2 separate regions of the Capra hircus genome follow, and region 1 is linked to region 2. A link is a contact called in public Hi-C data. All regions are on one chromosome and are shown on one strand. Each heading gives the region's core, a stretch centred on a gene start, on an enhancer-like site or on the middle of the called end of the contact. The rest is flanking DNA. Distances are from core to core; before and after follow the strand shown. Region 1 overlaps SLC45A3 (solute carrier family 45 member 3). Region 2 overlaps MFSD4A (major facilitator superfamily domain-containing protein 4A).

Region 1 (5,513 bases), core at 3-2,502, 52 kb before region 2:
GTGGCAGCGACGTGCTTCTTCCCTCTCAGCCCTATGCCAGGCGGGCCGGCTGGCTTGGTTGCTCTTCAGAAGGCTTGTCTGGACTTCTCCAAGGGGAGAAGGGCAGGGCATTTAAGTAGGTCCATGCACTGGAATGCGGGACTCTGCCTGGGGATCGCCCAGGCTCAGGGTGGACATCTGGGGTCCTGGTCAGGACACACCCAGTGAAGGGATCGGGGTAAATCCCAAATTTGAGTAAATGCAGCCGCCTGTTCTAGCACCAAGGGCCTTTATCCTGCAGGTTCTCCCATTGCCGCTCCTGCATGGGAGTTTTCTACGGTGAGACTCTGCAGGATTTGCAAGTACGGAAAGGACTTGGGGGGAGCACGATCCTGAGTGGTGAAGGCAAGCTGCCCCGCCCTCCAGCACCCCCTTTCTGCTATTCCCCCTCCCCTACACTTTATTAGGACTTTGCTTGTTGGCCCCTGTGGTGCCATCACAGGGACCCTGGTCTTTAAATATTTAACTTATTTATTTAAGTAGAAGGGGAATCAAGGTGTCTAGGAGTTGGGTAGGATAAGATCCTCGGCGACTAGGTCCCCTGAGATGGTTGGTTATTGGGCTGAGGGTTGCCAGAATCTCCTTCTCCTGGAGGGATTGGTCTGGCCTCTAAACTGCCTAACCTTGAGCTTGCAAACTCCACTCATCCCAACTGATACCCCAGCTCCTGGTACCTGAGGTGGGGAGGGATAGGGAATGTGAAGGGTGGGGCTCCAGGTCTCAGCAGCCTCCCTAGAACCCCCCACCTCGTGACCCTGCCAGCCCCCAAACTCCCCACCCCCCCCTCTAGGACTGGGCCTCCAAGCCCACCTTTCCTCGCCCGCTCCACAGTCCCCTCTTTGGGGCTGTTGTGGGACCAGAAGCACAGAGTGTGGCTCTTTGAGCCTCTATCCATCTCAGCCCCCAGGGCATATCTGTGCTTAAGAACTCTAGTGCAGAAACTCAGGAGCACCCCCTGCCTGGGCTAAGGAGGTCTTATCTCTCTGGGGGGTTTAAGTGCCGTTTGTAATAATGTCACGTCTTATTTATTTAGCGGAGTAAATATTTTATGCTGTATGTGAGCAATCAGAGTATAATGTTTATGGTGATGAAATTAAAGCCTTCTTCTATGTTTCACTGGTCTTTGTGTCTTTTCTGAGGGGGAAAGACCAGCCCTTGTCAAGACCGGGTCTGGGCAGCGGCAGGTCCCAGCACCGCCAGCAGGGGGAGCCACAGACCAGCACTCATCTGTCTTTTGCCTGTTGCGTTGTCCTACCCGGGGACTGGGGAGACGCTCTGGGGGCGAAGGGGGGTAAGGCACAGGGAAGGGGCGCATTTTCCTTATCACGGGGCTCACAGTGTGGCCAAGAAGAGCCTCAACAAGAGGATGCCCCTAGCAAACTTAATGGTCTTTGAAAGCGTCTTTGCTTTCTGGCATTACCAGATGTCCCGGCTCACCTTGTGTGTTTCTTGCCGTAGATCTGAAATGAGCTATTTTCTCTAAGGGGATTGACTTTTGTGGGAAAAGGTTGTTTTCCACAGTGACCATAATGTTGGCATTGGGAGTACTTATTATTAGCTTGATCATTGGTATTAGGCCTTTTCTGTGGACCAAACTAGGGGAAAAAAATGTTTCACGTCAATACATGGTGAGTTTCTATTGATACTGCCTATTTAGGTTCAGGATTAGAGATTACATGTGTTTATATATATACATACATATATATTTTACTTCTCTAATTTCTACCACGCTGAAACAGAGCTCAAGGCCTGGCCTAGCATGCATGTGTGTGTGTGTGAGAAGCAATAAGAGCCACTGGTCTGATGTCAGCCTTTCCGTGCCGCCAGAAATTGGAAGCTGGCCCAGAGGCATGTTCACTGTTTTTCCTGGTCCAAAGGAAATGAACTTTCTGGCTAGCCCCGCACGAGTCATCTACCTCTGTGGTTAGACTTGTTCCTATGTATTCTTCCGATGCACTTGTAAATAAAATTGTTTTCCCAGGCTTCCCTTGTGGCTCAGTGGTAAAGAATCCACCTGTCAGTGCAGGAGACCCAGGCTTGATCCCTGTGGGAAGGGAAGGAAGATCCCACATCCAAAGAGCGGCTGGGCCCGTGCACCATGAGCCTTCGCTCAAAGAACCGAGGAAGTGCACCTCCTGAAGCCTAGAGCCGAGATAAGGCCCTCTGAAATTAAAACAACCTTTTTTATATAATTTCACTTACTTACTCATTGGCTATGCCGGGTCTTTGTTGCTGCGCAGGCTTTTTCTCTAGCTGCAGTGAGAGGGGGCCGCTCTCCAGGCGTGGTCTGCAGGCCAAAGATTATTTTCTTAATTTCAGAGGGCCTTACGAGCACAAATTTTCAATACTGGAGACCCGCTAAGCCAGCTCACAGGCTGTGAGGTCTTATGTTGGTAGCTCTTCAGTTGTTTTTTTTTTATATTGGATTATGGTCGATTCACAATGGTAGTTCCTCAGCTTTAAACTACATTCCTCACAGAAATGCCAGCTCACTAAGAAGTACAGAAAAGGGGGAAAGAAGAAGGAAGAAAGGGGGCTCTGGAAAGAAGAAGGAAACTGCAAGTAACCTCAAAGATACCACAAATAGGATTTACTCAGTCCTTTCCATGTGGGTCTCAGATGAGTCAAGGACACAACCTGGCCAGTGTCCTTTAAGATCATTAATTTAGATGGAAAGGAATAAGAGGTGTGATCAGGTGTCATAGATGTATCAGGTAGGATGTACGTAGAAAATTTAAGAACACAAAGCAAAGATGTTAACAGAGTTTAGAGAAAGGAAACGATTGTTGTGGAGAGAGGAGGGTCAGGCTATCCGCACCTCCCTACCTTCATCCCCCAGCGCCTGCCATCTCCCAGAACGGGATGGAGTGCTGGCTTGTGGTCTGAGCCCAGGAATTGGAGGGGGGCTGCCCCATCCTTTGTTCCTTCATGGGTCTGTCTTTCCGGCCTGGGGTGCTTCTCCCTGCAGGAACGGGAGTGGGAGGGGCGGGGGTAGGGAACACCCCCTCAGTGGGCAGCTTGGGGCTCGGGGTGCTGCTTGTGCAGCCGGGGAAAGAGCTCTTGGTTTCCAGGATCAAATTCGACCACAGCGGCCTGGCAGCTTTGTCACCGTTGGCTGGAGGGTTGTGCAGAGTTGAAACTCGCTGCTACCCAACACTGTCACGAGATCTCCACACACGAGGAGGTAGCGTGGGGTGCCCTGGCAATCCCGCCCCTTGACTTCAGTCTGCCCTTGACTAACGCCTGACCTTTGACAAGTCATTCCACTGTGTGTACGCTGAGGGGTTAGCCGACTGTCTCTGCAGACACAGCTCTGGACTCCCGCCCTTCGTGGCTCCGTGCCACGTTCTGCTCCCCAGGACGCTGTTTAGTACCCTGCAGTGCCCAGTGACCGTTCTCTCCTTCTCGTCACACAGTCTTTGTCTAGTGTCCCATGTGCTGGACCTGACGTGCACCCCGGGGCTGTGGCAATGAAGAGACACTCACTGAGCTCAGATGCAGCTGGGAGGGGGCACACCAGGAGGGCCTCCTGCCCCTTAGGGGGCTCTGTCCTGGGGAGGGGATGGCCTCCAGGGAAGCGAGGTGAGGGTCCGTCCGTGGAAAGCCGCCTGGACCCCGAGACTCCCTCACAGGCGGCCGTGACTTCTCCCAGTGAGCTGAAGAGAGCGGAGCGGTGGGAGGACCCTGGGATCCTTCTTCGCCAGGGACGGCCCCAAGGCCTGCTGAGAAGAGGTGACTTGTCCCGGGCACACTGACACGGGGCTGTTTCTGTGCTACTCATTGGAAGCGAGGGGTACGGGGGAAGACTCTGCATTATCTTTGCAGCTTGTATTATTCCAATATAAAAAGTTTCTTTCTTTTTAATGTGGAAGACTTTTGATCCCTCTCACCACCTTCTAATAGGCACCCAAAAGATCTGTTAATCAACAATTACTATTCACTGATAGGTGTAAGGCACCATTGTAGATATAACTAAGGGGGTTATGAAGATATATCAAAGGTGGTCTTTGTTCTCTGTGAGTACTGAGGCTTCTCCATGGAAAAATAAAGCTTGTTCAAATGAGGTTATTTCTAATGGTGCAAGGCAGTTTGACACGTGCCAATGATACACAGGAGTACTAGGAGGATGGGGGAGAGACCACTGCCAGAAGGATGCTTTTTCAATAGGGACAGAGATTCAGTTCAGTTCAGTTCAGTCGCTCAGTTGTGTCTGACTCTTTGCCACCCCATGGACTGCAGCACGCCAGGCCTCCCTGTCCATCACCAACTCCTGGAGCCTACTCAAACCCATGCCTATCGCGTCAGTGATGCCACCCAACCAACTCATTCTCTGTCGTCCCCTTCTCCTCCTGCCTTCAATCTTTCCCAGCATCAGGGTCTTTTCCTGACTCAGTTCTTCGCATCAGGTGGCCAAAGTATTGGAGTTTCAGCTTCAGCATCAGTCCTTCCAATGAACACTCAGGACTGATCTCCTTTAGGCTGGACTGGTTGGATCTCCTTTCAGTCCAAGGGACTCTCAAGAGTCTTATCCAACACCAGAGCTCAAAAGCATCAATTCTTCAGTGCTCAGCTTTCTTCACAGTTCAACACTCATATCCATACATGACCACTGGAAAAACCATAGCCTTGACTAGACAGACCTTTGTTGGCAGAGTAACGTCTCTGCTTTCTAATATGCTGTCTAGGTTGGTCATAACTTTCCTTCCAAGGAGTAAGCGTCTTTTAATTTCATGGCTGCAATCACCGTCTGCAGTGATTTTGGAGCCCCCCAAAATAAAGTCTGCCACTGTTTCCACTGTTTACCCATCTATTTGGCATGAAGTGATGGGACCGGATGTCATGATCTTAGTTTTCTGAATGTTGAGCTTTAAGCCAACTTTTTCACTCTCCTCTTTCACTTTCATCAAGAGGCTCTTTAGTTCTTCTTTGCTTTCTGTCATAAGGGTGTCATCTCACATGCTAGTAAAGCAATGCTCAAAATTCTCCAAGCCAGGCTTCAACAATACATGAACCGTAAACTTCCAGATGTTCATGCTGGTTTTAGAAAAGGCAGAGGAACCAGAGATCAAATTGCCAACATCTGTTGGATCATCGAAAAAGCAAGAGAGTTCCAGAAAAACATCTATTTCTGCTTTATTGACTACGCCAAAGCCTTTGACTGTGTGGATCACAACAAACTGTGGAAAATTCTGAAAGAGATGGGAATACCAGACCACCTGACCTGCCTCTTGAGAAATCTGTATGCAGGTCAGGAAGCAACAGTTAGAACTGGACATGGAACAACAGACTGGTTCCAAATAGGAAAAGGAGTACGTCAAGGCTGTATATTGTCACCCTGCTTATTTAACTTCTATGCAGAGTACATCATGAGAAACGCTGGGCTGGAAGAAGCACAAGCTGGAATCAAGATTGCCAGGAGAAATATCAATAACCTCAGATATGCAGAGGACAAAGATTATTGCCGTCTAAAAAAG
Region 2 (5,581 bases), core at 1,255-3,754:
ATCTCAGCCCTTGCCCTCACAGTGCTCACTGCCCTGCCTCTCCCTTCCCCAGCACGCCCTTCCTCTGTGACTTGACCCACCCTGGGCCAGCTCAGTGCTCCGTCCCCTCCGTGAGCCTGTCTCTAGATGGTCCGTAGCACCCATGTGAGTGTCTACTCTCCTCAGTAGCGTCTATGGGCAGGTACTGTGCTAAACCCTGAGGGCACTCAGGTGACTCACCCGAGTTAACATCTATACTGAGCACCTGTGAGCACCTTACGCTGTTGAGTCAAGAGCTTTGCATGCCCTCCAATGCACAGGACAACCCTAAAAGGAAGGTGTTGGCATTCTGATTTTGCACAGAGAAAAACTGAGGCTCAGAAGCAGGGAGGAAGATGAACTGCGCAAGGTGACAGAGCCGGAAGGCATGGAGGCGAGGCGGACCTTGAGGTCTGCTGCTGACCTCAAAGCCAAGCTCTGGCCTCCGTCCCTCGCTGGTGCACTCAGGGTGCATGTTGAGGAACGGCAGGTAACGTTAGGACAAAGGTGGGACGGACAGGCGGGGCGAGGACAGGGAGGGGGCTCGCCTTCCCAGTGGGGTCAGAGGCTCCCGAGGGTGTGAAAGGGGCAGGGCGCCAGCAGGCAGATGAGAGGGCGTTCCGGGTGAGGGTCCCGCCTGTGCCAAAGGGTGGAGATAGACAGCGGGTTTTGTGCCATCGAGGGGTGGCAGGTGATTGAACTAGGCGGCCTCAGGGGAAGCAGGCAGGTTGGCTGCAGAAAGGGAGAGAGCTCCAGAGGAAGGCATGGGGGCTGTGAGCAGCTCTGCGTTTCCAAGCAGTCCCTCTGCGTCTGCAGAGGGTGGCGGCCCAGGAAGCGGCCCTCACCCTGGCTGCACGGTACCATCACCCGGCAGCTCGAGTACATCAGACTGTGTGGAGATGAAGCCCAGGCTCTGTTACAAGGGCTCCGGGTGATTAGAATGTGGAACCACACTGAGAACCTCTGATGGAGGCAAATTGGAAGGCCAGGAGACAAGCCAAGAGCTGCCATGGCACAGATGGGGGTGATCAGAAATCATGAAAAGGTGGGCTCCATTAACTATTCCAAGCAGGTGAGAGGTTGATAAAGGCCTGAACCAAGGCAGGGATGGTGAGAAAAGAGGAGAGATTGAGTGACTATCTGCAGCAGAACCAACCGACATAACCTTGTTATTATCATTAAACTCTAACATTTGCTGATCCCTTTAACCTCTGTGGGATATACTAGGTGATATGTAATGCCCACATCAGCTCATTCCTCCATTTACTTCTTTGAAGTTTGGGATTTCAAGGATCCTGGTCTCAGGATCAGCTCAGCAGATGGGTGGGCTGTAGCACTAATTGCTCTGATCCCGTCTTGCCCCACACTCCAGCCCCCAGACACCAACTGCCCCCACTCCTGCTCCAAAGAAATCACTCATCTTTAGTGGTGGTTTTCCAACATTCTGGGGAATCTGATTACGTCTGAGGGTAACATTAAATGTTCAAAACATAATAATTTTTAATTAACTTGTTTTTCTGAAAAAGATCTTTGCTATGCACACTCGGGAGGCTACAGAAAGGGAAGCTTAGTTGAGAGAATCAGAGGTTTTCAAAAAGGCCATGTCACAACCGTGAATCAGGTGTGGAGTCATTGTTCCAATCCTCTGTTTCCAACAACATCCACAAGAAAACAAAGCAAGCAGGTACTTTTACTGATAAGTTATAAAACTCTTTCCCTGTGCTATAATTTTTCCCATGCATATTTGCTTTTCCTTGAACTTGGAATTTCCAGCCCATGCCTGTTACCCAAAATGCCAGCTGTGTAACATGCTCAGTTGGTAAAGAATCTGCCTGCAATGCAGGAGACTTGGGTTCAATCCCTGGGTCAGGAAGATCCCCTGGAGAAGGAAATGGCAACCCACTCCAGTATTCTTGCCTGGAAAATCCCATGGACAGAGGAGCCTGGCAGGCTACAGTCCAGGTCACACAGAGTCGGCTGAGCGGCTAAACCACCACCACCACCACCAACCACTATGGGGAAAAAGAAGATGGGAAAGAGGCGCTCACTGCTTGTCTGTGGTCTGAAATCTCCGGATCCAGCATATGTTGAAAGAAGGGGGCCACGCGGGTGGGAACAACACTGTTTGTGAGCCTTTCCCACATTCAGGCTGTGAGGCCCCGGGGAGAGGGTGGGCGCGGAGGAAGGAGGGGCTCACCTCTGTACTGCAGCACGTCCTCGGTGTAAGCCAGCATGCTGGGGAAGGTGCTGCTGAGGGACAGACCCAGGCTGGCCGTCCCCACGAACAGGAAGACCACGTTATGGGAGAAAACAAGAAGCACCAGGAACGTCACCACCACGCCGACCTGTCACAGCAGAGAAGGGGGCGCTGAGGAGCTGGGGAGCAGCTGGGAGGCCGCTGAGAAAGAAAAGCCGGTCCGTCTCCAGACGAAACGCCTCCTGGCCCCGGGCGGGCTGTGTGACTAGGGCACGGCCCTGTGGAGTGCGCGGGAACTGCACCTTCCCCAGCTGCGTCTGCCAAGGAAGGAGACCGCCGAGGACAGGAGAGACCCGGAGAGGAGGGCCAGCAGCCCCCGGCATCGCGCGGACGGCCTGCCGCGCAAGCTTAAGGAGCGGTCACCTCCTGCTCCCCTCCGCTTACACCAGGCCTCCAAGAGTCACCTGAGAATCGCTACACTTGGCACGTTTGAAAAACACCCAACTCAGGGCTTCGCTGGCGGTCCAGCGGTTCAGAACCTGCGCTTCCATTGCCGGGGGGCGTGTGTTTGATCCCCGGACTGGGAACTAAGATCTCACACGTGGCGAGGTGTGGCAAAAACAACAACAAACCGCACCTCTCTCTTACGTTAGCCTGATTGACAGAAGACGCAGGATGCCAGGGCAAGTTAGCAACTCCGCCCCCACTCGGCGTGCCCCGCTCCCCAGCTGCCTACCAGCTCCTCACCCTCGCCTTGCCTTCCAGCCAGGACACAGACTCCCTCTCCCCATCTTCTTCCCTAGCCAACTGGAAGCGCCCTAAAGCCAGAGAGCTCCACTTAGAGAATATGGCAGCCCAGCCGTTCCCTGCAGGGCCCCGCACACAGCGTTGAGATCCAGGAGAACATCAAGAGCAGAATAACCCTTAACCCTTAATTTTAAACGGAGTGGAATCTGAGAAGAAACCGCGGTGAATTTGAGACTTGGCAGCTGCACCCCGTTCAGGGCGGTTCAGTTATGGTCCCAGCAACCTGCCGAAGAAAAGCACTTAAAGAGCTTAAAAACAACTCAGACACCCGGGTTCCACTCCACTCCCCGACTCCCCGGGGCCAGGGCCCAGGAATCTGTATATTCCAAAAGCACATGGGGTTGAGGGGGCTAATGTATTTGGGAATCACTTGCTGTAGGATAGTGTTTTTCCAAACTTCTTGATGACAGGAACACCCCCACCCTCCAACCCCCGCCCTCGGGTGTCTGTTGACGGTATAGATTGCTAGCCCCTACCTCTGGACATTCGGATTCACCAAGTCTGAGTTGGACCCAGAAATCTGATTTTCCTCTTTAAACCCAGCACCCCGGCTGAGTTTATTGCCAGTGTCTGAGTCCCGTGGATGCCTCCGACTTCCTGCTTTCTCCCAAACTCAGAGTCACTCTGTCTTTAAGCAGCTGGCCTCGTGTGCTGGAGAGCTGGGCCACCAGCAGCCTCTGTACCCTCATCTTCTCCCCCAGGGGGACCTGCATCGCGCCACCCCTGTTCCACACGCTGCCCTCCGACCCCTCGCCTCTCCCTGGCCTCCCCATTCACGTCCCCTCTGACCCCGTGTCCTCACAGGCTCCCTCCCTTTCTCCTCTGCCTGCAAATGCACTCACACCACCCAACTCTTGTCAAACAAGCCTGTTCAGCTCCTCACACGTCTACTACCTTCTCTCCCTCTCCCTTCCCTTCCCTGCTCTCAGCCCCCATCAAATCCATGCCCCCTGCAGTAGAAGCAATGAGTCCTCACCACTAACCCACACCACCAGGGAATTCCCAAACTCTTTGAGTTTGGCTTCTACGCCACCCCCACCTCCCAGCTACATTGAACAAAAGTTCTTTCTTTTAAGTCATCAGTCAGCACAAGGCCCAATCCAAGGGCCTTTCTTGGAGCTCATGACCTTTGGCCTCTATGGTGGTGGTGGTGGTAGTCGCTCAGTCGTGTCCGACTCTTGCGACCCCGTGGACTGTAGCCTGCCAGGCTCCTCCGTCCATGGGATTCTCCAGGCAAGAGCCTCTACATTATTTCCCCACCCTCCTCTAGAAACTCAAGAAAGTACATTCTGACAGTGGATTGGACTTCTTGGAGAGGTGGTGAGTTTCCATTCACTAGGGGTGTTTAGACAGATTTTAGACCGCTTGGAAGCAGTATTATAGAGGTGATTTGAGCCCTGGTCAGAAGTTGGGCTAAACAACCTTACAGGAGTCTGTAATCTGGACCTCTTTGTCATAGGTGGTGGCAGGGATACACATCAGGATGGAAAGTCTTAACCACCTCTCAGGCCCAGACCTCCAGAGAGACTAGCTCCTTGAAGGTCATCCTACGTGCTACTCTGGGAGAGCTGCAAGATGCAAATTCCCAGGCGCCATCCCCGAGATGGTGCCTCTGCCGGCCACAGCGCTCTGACCCCCTCCCTGGGCACCAGAGTGAACCAGGAAGGATCAAAGTCAGCCCTGCTTCCCTCCTCGTCCGGCAGGCTGTCAGCGGGGACCTGCTCCCGACACAGCACCAGTCACTTCCCATAGCCCCTTTCTTCAGTGGGTACAAAGTCTGAGCCCCAGAGAGAGGAAAGGGCTTTTCCAAGACCATGCAAGTGGGCCGCACGCCTTGGGTTTCCACCCCAGCATCTCTTTCCCACCCTTGTACGTCGACATTCCACCCCCGCCCCCCCCCACCCGGGGCAGAGTCCAGTCTGAGAAGGTGTCCTGGGGCAGGGCTGTGGCATGGGGTGAACGGTTCTTCTGGGTCTCCAAGCAGTGAAAGGGGCCGCTTACCACATTGATGAAAACCATGGTGGCTGGCTTTACTCTGGAGGAGACAGGAATGGAGATGAGCCGGCCCAGGGTGATGAAGCCCCAGAAGAGGCTGGGGAGGTAACCGGCCACCTTGTGTCCCACGGACAGCGGCTTCTCCACTGCATAGCTGTACACGAAGGCGGAGTATGCGCCCTGTGGGGAGATGGGTCCCGCTGAGCACACCTGCAGTGTTCCCAGCTGGGTAGGCGTGGTCTGGGCCAGTGGGGACCAGCCCTGCTCCAGAGGCCTGGAGCCGAGCCCACCGGCACACATGGGCCTGAGCTGAGGCTGGAACCTGAGCGCCACAGCCCGCAGGCGATGGTGCCCACGGGAAGCCTGCAGATGGCGCCCATGGGAGCCGGGGGCTCAGGAAGGCATGTCTGGGTCCCAGAGGAGCCCCACGGGGTCCAGGCAGGCAGGCAGGCTCTGCCCCCCTCAGCCAGAGCAGAATTTCACTACATGCCCCATTTAGGAGGATTCCACAGAAGGCTTTTTGCTAAAGGAAGGGTGCCGCAGCTAAAACAGGCGTGTACAGGC

The links. Hi-C and Micro-C count contacts between places; a contact is called where the count stands out from the background.
Region 1: a contact with region 2 is called in a Hi-C map of blood, with 4 times the contacts expected there. The contact joins two enhancer-like sites. A contact is called at or near these places in 2 of 5 Hi-C or Micro-C datasets (blood and liver).

Annotation. Positions count from the first base shown.
Region 1 is chr16:2,809,135-2,814,647 of ARS1.2, reverse strand. It overlaps SLC45A3 (solute carrier family 45 member 3), which reads left to right. Exons shown (of 5, transcript XM_018060058.1): 5 at 1-1,155. Among named protein-coding and RNA genes, the nearest start is that of ELK4, 19 kb to the right of the region's middle. Within about 2 kb of position 1,252, at least 2 of the 5 cell types and tissues checked have an H3K27ac peak or open chromatin away from gene starts, as enhancers often do.
Region 2 is chr16:2,757,899-2,763,479 of ARS1.2, reverse strand. It overlaps MFSD4A (major facilitator superfamily domain-containing protein 4A), which reads right to left. Exons shown (of 10, transcript XM_018060053.1): 6 at 5,024-5,197; 7 at 2,216-2,363. Among named protein-coding and RNA genes, the nearest start is that of MFSD4A, 19 kb to the right of the region's middle. Within about 2 kb of position 2,504, at least 4 of the 5 cell types and tissues checked have an H3K27ac peak or open chromatin away from gene starts, as enhancers often do.